Linked DNA regions of Mus musculus: region 2 is linked to region 1. The links are chromatin contacts, called in public HiChIP or PLAC-seq maps. All regions are on one chromosome and are shown on one strand. The core of a region is the stretch at or near the end of the contact, and the rest is flanking DNA. Distances in the headings are between cores, read along the strand shown.

The links. HiChIP or PLAC-seq counts read pairs in DNA pulled down with a chosen protein or histone mark.
Region 2: a contact with region 1 is called in an HNF4G HiChIP or PLAC-seq map of pancreatic cancer cells. The contact joins the promoter of Limd1 here to the enhancer-like site in region 1. A contact is called at or near these places in 15 of 484 Hi-C or Micro-C datasets (the AML12 cell line, CD4 T cells, Sertoli cells and 11 more), 4 of 115 datasets of contacts at active chromatin or transcription factors (the SCID.adh cell line, embryonic fibroblasts, embryonic stem cells and 1 more) and 2 of 9 other capture datasets (adipose tissue and pancreatic islet).

What each region holds. Positions count from the first base shown.
Region 1 is chr9:123,429,285-123,433,358 of GRCm38.p6, forward strand. Lars2 (leucyl-tRNA synthetase, mitochondrial) reads left to right here. Exons shown (of 21, transcript NM_153168.3): 11 at 2,602-2,717. Among named protein-coding and RNA genes, the nearest start is that of Gm40586, 33 kb to the right of the region's middle. Within about 2 kb of position 1,942, at least 36 of the 459 cell types and tissues checked have an H3K27ac peak or open chromatin away from gene starts, as enhancers often do. A contact at or near this core is called in pancreatic cancer cells, where this site is marked.
Region 2 is chr9:123,476,593-123,480,666 of GRCm38.p6, forward strand. Limd1 (LIM domains containing 1) reads left to right here and starts at 2,109. Exons shown (of 8, transcript NM_013860.2): 1 at 2,109-4,029. The coding sequence starts at 2,646.

The DNA of each region.
Region 1 (4,074 bases), core at 692-3,191:
ATGTTTTTAGGTAAGCATGGGGAATTTTTTTTTCCGTTGTCTTGATTTCCTTCGGTTGTATAATTGGTATTTTCTAAGTACTGTTCCTTGCCTTTTAAGGGTAGAAGCAGAGACAAGTAAGAAATAAAGCAGAATTTTCACTATCCCACCTGCACAGTTAGAATAGATCACGTTTTCAAGTAATCTTAATGTGGCCAGATAAATGTGATGGCTACTGAAAGGGACTGGTATTGGCTTAGGATACCCAAGACCAAGTTCTTAGCATAGAAGAGATTTATTTGCCCCAGAGGGACAAAGGGCAGGGAATAAGAGAAAAGACAGGAGACAGAGGAGAAGGGAGAAAGGGAAGGGAACATGGGAGAAGGGAAGGGGGTGTTCGTCTCAGTGGGGCACAAAGAACTGGCTCTGGATAGAGAGCAGACAGACAGATGTGGCCCATAAAGGTAAAAGGGGAAACTCCATGATATGATGAGGTGTTTAATTTTAATTGGGTATGTTAATTAGGTGTTCCAAAGGGGACTTTTGATTGCTGGACTTCTATACTTTGATAGCTGGACCTTGATAATCAGCCTCAGGAGGAGGAAGTGGACAAATAAGGGCATAGACTTCAGTGGCTAGCTTTAGGAATATAATCTAATGGTTTTTATCAAGGCAGAGGGAATGGGGAGAAAGGCAAGGCCTGTCAGAGCCATGTTTGCCTTCCTTGGGCTGGCTAAAGTCCTTTCAGTGTCTACTTTGGAGTGTCATTGAGTCACCCTAAGCAGGACATCAAAATCTGGCAAATGACCCTTGACTCCCTGCTGTGACTACAAACTGCTGTTGGTAGTGTTTGCTATTGCCCTGTGTCCGTACCTCCCAGTCCAGTCCATTCGCTTTATTTTGTGTTTTCTGTCACAACGCAGTTGGAAACACTATTGCCAGACTTTCTGAACCCACAAGCATTTAAATAATAATGAATTTGAATTTTAATAAGACACGGGGACTTATTAAATTTTATTATAGCTTAGGCCTTAGCTTGGGCTACCTCCCCGCTAGCTCATCTAACTTAATTAAGCCAAGTCTTATAGTCCATGTCCCACCACGTGGCCCGTTACCTCTCTCTCACTCCCCATATGTCTAACCTCCTCCATGCCCTGCTGGCAAATCTTCCTGTATCCCTGCTGCCTCTCCCAGAGACCCTCTCTCATAAGAATGGCAGTACTAAAATCTGGTCATTACTCAGCTCTCTGCTGGTACAGACTTGAATAATACCAACACAACCTTCACACACTGCACCTCAACAAAACACGCAGCTTGCACTACTATAGAACTGTCAGCCCTCTGCACCTGAAGGCACCCCTCTGGAACTGTTTTGTTTGGCTTAGCCTTCTTGTTTGACCTTCCACATGTATGTTTTAACATTTTCCATGAGAGAGGTGTCAGCACCAGGAGACATTTGACCAATTTGGGAGATTGTGAAATGAATATATAGTCCTAGCTAGCCTGTATAAAAGACACACGATCCCGGTATTTTATTTACAAGCCTAGATTGGGCAGGTTTGGAGCTATCCTAACTTATTCTCCAGTTGTATGTCCTCTTCACATGCTGTATCCCCTGGCCACATGCTCATGGTCCATCTCCTTTCATGGCAGCCTCCTCCACCCCACCCCCCCACCCCCCCACCCACCCCCACCCGTCTTCTGCTCCCTCTGCCTGCAACCCCTTCACTTGATCTTCAAGTCCCACCTTTCTCCCTTCACTGCCCAATCACAGGCTCTAGCTTTTTACTGGGGAGCAATGTTCACATAGCATCACTTGATGTATGTGAGAATCTGCTTGTGGGAAGCCAGGTCTTGAGAAGCCAGTATTTAGCATTAGAATACAAGCAGCATCAGACCAACCCACTCCAAGAGATCTTTTGTTTGTCCCTACTGAGGAAGTGGTCTGGAAAGGAGCCAGGATAGGGTAGAATACTCCCTGTGCCACCATGCTCAGAACCACCCATTTTGTCAGCAGCACCACACTCAGAACCCTGTCCTAGAGAACCAACCACCAAAGCCTGCTTCTGTGCTCAGCTGAAGCCAGAACAGCAGGCTCTACCCCTCTGGGTGATTTTCTTGTGCTCCACCTCATTTCCTGAAGATGTGTGTGGGTTGAAGAATAAATGCCTGTTCAGAATGCTCTGGTGTTTTCAGGGACACAACATAGACTCCAATGCCAGCTTTCAATCTCCAGACTTCTAGGGAATTAAAATGCCATTGGAGCCAGCACTGCTTCCCACCAGGAAGCCACTGGGGGCTATTCAAGAGGCTCTCCTCATACTTGTAATATATAGTTTCCGTGGCATAGATGGTAGATTTTAGGGTTGCAACTATGTTTTTAAGAAGAAGGAAAACCAGAGAAAAAGATATAAGGAAAATAAGTCCAACAATGTAAACAGTTGTGTTAGGGTGCCAGGTTCTCTAAGACTCTGTCCCATTATCCAGTGAGTTTGATGTGGCTTTCTGTCTTCTGAGTTAAAAGGGACCTTAAGAAGCTAACGCTGTGTGTCACTGTTGCATGATTCTTTGTTTTGAGCACTTAAGAGGAGTTGACGTTTTGTATTTTTCATCTCTGAACAGGAATCCCCAGCACCAGCTCAGAGGACACCAGACTGGCCCAAGCTCTGGGCCTACCCTACTCTGAGGTCATTGAAGCTTCACCCGATGGCACAGAGAGACTGAGTGGATCTGCTGAGGTTGGTGCCCTGGCCTGTGCCTGAAATTTACTTACTTGTGAGTCAAGCCCCTGAGATTGGTGTGATGAGACACGCTCTTACAGAGTCCTATCCCAGCTCACCCTTCCGCTCTCCCTCGCCCCAGCAGCCTTGTAGCTCTGCTTGGTTTCTCAGAACAAAAGACTCATCTTCTTCAAGACCTAGAAGTTCCTTAGCCAACCCTAGAAAACTTCATTTGAGAATCTTGCTTGAGAAATGATCTTTTCAAAGAATTTTTAGCTTCTTAGGTGACTGTAGCTGACTCTTCCTGGGGAAGATGATTGCTCACTCCAGATTATTTGCTGTTAACATCTAAAGTTTAACTTGAGTTAACAGACTGTTTACAGACTGTTTAGTTTAATGAAAGTTTACAGACCCTTATATAAACACTCAGTGTTTAAACAAGGTTATCTCCTGTTTGATTTCGTATATTCGGCAGGATGTGAACTCCAGCTGTGCTGAACTGAACCTGTAGTAACAATTTTGGAGTTTTTGTTTCTTTTAAAAAAGAAACCAGAAATTTTATAAGAATGTACTTTCATTTTAATCCCAGGTGTAGGGATGTGGGGCTGTTTTGGACTGTCAGAAGCAGCTGACTATGACTTGCTTCATGCTGTAGCAGAGGCATAGTTTTGCCAGCTGCAGATAGTTTCTGTGATTGGGTGACATTTCAAATTCTGGAAACTTTTCAGAGGGCATATAAATGCTAGAGCCCTGATAGGTGGGGTGGGTGGTTGTTGGTCATTCAGGGGCAGTTGTTAATAGTTGTGCTCAAAGAAGAAACAAAAGGAAAGAAATTAGATTCAGGGATCTCTCTCTCTCTCTCTCTCTCTCTCTCTCTGCCCCCTCTCCTTCATCCATCTCTCTCTCCTATTTAGTGATAGGCGGTTAACAGGGGTAGGATAGGGAGTGGGGGGAGGGGCAAAAAAAAAAAAAGACCAGCTACATGAACCAGAAACTGGTGGAAGAGGCTGTTTGGGGATGGGAGGCTAAAGTGGGAAGTGACTGAAAGCAGTGAGTCTCAAACTTGAGCATGTATCAGAATCATGCTGGCCTTGTTAAAACATCCTGACTCTTCCCAAGAGATCTGTTTCCAGCAAATTTGCATGGTGTTGCTGGTGGTGGTGGTATTGGGATGCTGGTGCAAGTTTTGCTGGTAGTTCAAGTGGTGGTTGTGTTGGTGGTGGTGGTGGTACTGGTCCAGGGACCACTGCTGAAAATCACTGGCTTAGAGCCTTGCTGCTGAAAGTCTGGTCCCTAGATTAATGGCTCTGACATCACTGTTAGGACTGTGACTTCCAGCCCTACCCTAGTCACACAAGTTCCCTGAGTGATTTGT
Region 2 (4,074 bases), core at 859-3,358, 47 kb after region 1:
CATTAAATAAATGTGCACAGAATTAGGATTTTTTTTCGGTGTCTTCAGTATTGAACAGCGTCAGTAAAACATTCAAACATTGTGTATGGGTGTTTGGCTCACAAGTTTGTCTATGTCACATGCATTCAGTACCTAGAGAGACCAGAAGAGGGTGTTGTGGCAGTGGCGAGCCACCGTGTGGATGCTGGGAATCAAACCCAGGTCCTCTAAAATAACAGCTAGTACTCTTAAGTACTGACCCATCTCTCCAGCCCATGTCCAGCACTTCTAAGGATCACTTGCATAATGGTATATTGGATGCCATCTTTATAAGCTGCTGTTATTATTACTGTAGTTGTTGGGGGATGGAACCCAGGCCCTCATGTATGCCCAGCGAGTGTTCTATCACTGGGTTGTAGCTCTGGGTATAGGAGATTCTTTTAAAATAAAAATATTTAATCCTGGGCTGGAGAGATGGCTCAGCAGTAAAGAGCACACACTGTCCTTGCAAAGGATTGGAGTTCAGTTCCCAGTACTTACACAGGGCGCCACACAGCCACCTACGACTTCAGCTCTGGGGTTTCTGATTCTCTCTCTGGCTTAGAAGAACATCTGTCCTCTCTCCTCCCCCACCTCTCTCTTCCCCTTTCACCTACACACACACACACACACACACACACCATATATACACATAATTTGAAACTAAAATAACTTTAAAACCTAGTTTTAGTATAATGCTTTATAGCAGTACTCACTCTTCAAATTTTATTGTGCAAATCGTCTTCCCATCCCACAGATGCCGTAAAACACAAATCTGGGGTTAGTAGTTTGGGGCTGGAGCCTGGAACTCTTCATTTTCAACAAATATCCTGAACCTTCAGAGTCTACAGGACAGTGAACCATTTTTGTGTTTATAGAATATAAGAATATAAGCACTTCCATATATATTATCTTGTTTGTTCCTCGTCACAGTTTAGAGAGATTTGCCAAGACACATATGTTCAACCAAACCCTGCGCATATACAGGTGTAATGAAGTGGATAACTGATTAGCTGTCAACCAAAAAGGGGCATGCAGACAAATAAACAGCTGGAGCTGACCCTCCATACCTAGAGCTCCACATCTGAACAAGGGCAAGATACTCAGGAAAAGAAAAGGTGTTTATGTTAAACACATACAGATTTCATTTTCTTGTCATGATTCCTGAAAGACAACAAAACAAAACCAAACAAAACTGCTGAGAACTATTTGCATAACATTTACATCTATTAGGTAGTATGAGCAGAGACCTGGAAACATTTAAACTAGATGGGAGAAAGCCTGCAGGTCAGTGACTTCAGTATCCCTGGATTTAAATAGTGTTCAAACCAAGCAGGAAACAAAGGGGTTGTGGGTGGGGGTAACTTTACGGGGAGGTGATTTTAGCTGGGAAGGAAAGAAGAGACACCAGAAGCTGATCAGCAGGCTCTCGGCAGGCACTAGGAAGTTCCATCCACCGGGAGTTCAGGCAGGGAAGGTCCCAAATCAGAGGGAGGGTAGGCGGGGCAGTCAGGCCTGTTTGTAGAAGTGAAGGCGGGATTTCAAAATAAGTCCGGAGTAAGCCTTGAGGGTTCAAGTTCAAGAGTGACAGGCCTGGGATTGGTTTTAGATCACGCTGGCGGCTGTGTGGGAAACGTAAACTATCCCCAGTCACCTCATAGGAGCTATGTGTGTTATCTAGAGCCATGGCAACCTGGAGTGGTGAGAACTGCTTGGGGTTCAAGAAACCCAGTAAGGACGACAAGCCTCTCTGGGCACACTTAGGACGTCCAACACAGATGCTCTCATTCGAGGGGACCCGAGGGAAGCCTGGCGCACCCTTGACTCTCCAGCAGCGGCGGGAAACTGAACAGTCCGCGGCAAAAGTACTGCGGGAATTGCAACTCTCTCCCGGTGCCCAGAGAGGGACGCCAAAACTCGGCGTGCGCATCACTGGCCTGCAGGGGGCGCCCCGCCCCGCCCCGCTCCCGCCCCGCCCTCCGAGCCTCCGCCCCGCCCCGCCCCGCCCCGCCCCGCCCTCCGAGCCTCCGCCCCGCCCCGCCCCGCCCCGCCCTCCGAGCCTCCGCCCGCGCCCCTGCGCGGCCCGGGGCGGGCGCAGCCGGCCAGCGAGCTCCCGGGACTGACGACCCGCGCGCTCACTTCCGCGTCCCGCCGCCGGCCGCCGCCATCGGACAATGGGCCGCGCGCCGCGGCTGCAGTGAGCTCTGCTGGATCCGGCCACCGGCCCCAGGCCAGGGGCTGCCCGGTGTGTTTGCAAGTTCGATTGTTCGACGTGGATGTGAGTTTACTTTTTTTCTGTGGACGTTCTCTGTCTTCTTTCGCCTGTTTTGGGTTTTGTGACTTGGAGAAGAGAACTTTTCTAAGCAGGCCGGGCACGGCTGAAGGCTGCTCTGCCCCCACGTGGACGCTCCCCGGGGGAAAAGAAGTCTGAAAGTAAACTTAGCCCCGCTGGCCTGAAGGCCTCAACTCTGGCTGGACTGTGAGTTTTGGAGTCATGACCTTCTTGCTGGGCAGGTGGGAATCTTTATCTGCCTTAGGCTGGACCTGAAACCTCGGCCAGCACCCAAATCTCCCCCACCACATTCACACCTTGAACCAGGGCTAGGCCCCGGACACTGATCTACAACATGGATAAATACGATGATCTGGGCCTTGAGGCCAGTAAGTTCATCGAGGACCTGAACATGTATGAGGCCTCCAAGGATGGGCTCTTCCGGGTGGACAAGGGTGCTGGCAACAACCCAGAATTTGAGGAAACTCGAAGGGTGTTCGCGACCAAGATGGCCAAAATCCACCTCCAGCAGCAGCAACAGCAGCAGCTCCTACAGGAGGAGGCCCTACCTAGGGCAGGCAGAAGCCCGGTCAACGGTGGGAACCGTCAGGGTGCGAGCGGCAAGCTGGCTGCAGATGGGGCCGCTAAGCCTCCTCTGGCTGTGCCAACAGTGGCACCTGGATTAGCTACTACCACTGCGGCCGCGCAGCCCTCGTACCCATCTCAGGAGCAGAGGATCAGGCCATCTGCCCATGGTGCAAGGCCTGGCAGTCAGAACTGTGGTTCCAGGGAGGGGCCTGTGAGTTCCCAGAGACCTGCTTTACACGGCCTGAGTCCCTCCTGTGAAGACCCTTCCTGCCTCACTCACGGAGACTATTATGACAATTTCTCTTTGGCAAGCCCACAGTGGGGTGATAAACCTGAAGGGTGCCCCAGCGTGAGTCTGGGTGTAGGAAGTGGATGGCCTGGTTGCCCAGGGAATGACTCCACATTGCCCAAATCCTGTGGAGACCATCACCCTTACCAGCCACAGCTCTCCACAGTGTGCTCTGGCAGGTCTTTTGAAAGTGGCATCAGTGGCCAGGACGGTGGCATTGGTGGCCATAGCAGCGAGAAGCCAACAGGCCTTTGGTCCACTGCCTCCTCTCAGCGAGTGAACCTCGGTTTTTCTTCCATGGGCTTGGAGAATGGGACCTCCGCTCAACCCAAGGGCACAACTGTTTCAGCACCGATGGTCCCTAGCAGCGCCAGCCAAGGAGCTTGTCCGAAAAGAGATTCAGGTCTGGGATATGAGGCTTCAGGCAGGGTCTTCAAACCCCTTGTGGACACTCAGCCTTGGCTGCAGGATGGGCCCAAGTCTTACCTCTCAGTTTCTGCTCCATTATCCTCGACAGCTGGCAAGGACAGTACCCAGCCAGGTATGACCACCGGGCTGGATCCTAAGTTTGGATGCGTGGAGTCTGGCACTAGTCCCAAGCCCAGCCCCACCAGTAACGTCCATCCGGTAATGTCCACTCCATCTGAGTTATCTTGTAAAGAGAGTTCTCCCAGCTGGTCCACTGACAGTAGTCTGGAACCTGTGCTCCCAGGGAGTCCCACCCCCTCCAGGGTGAGATTGCCCTGCCAGACCCTCGCACCGGGCCCTGAGCTTGGACCCTCCACTGCGGAATTGAAGTTGGAAGCCCTCACCCAGCGTCTGGAGCGAGAGATGGATGCTCACCCCAAAGCGGACTACTTCGGTAAGTAAGATGCTTTGGAGTTGCCTGTGGTGGAGCGATGGTGTC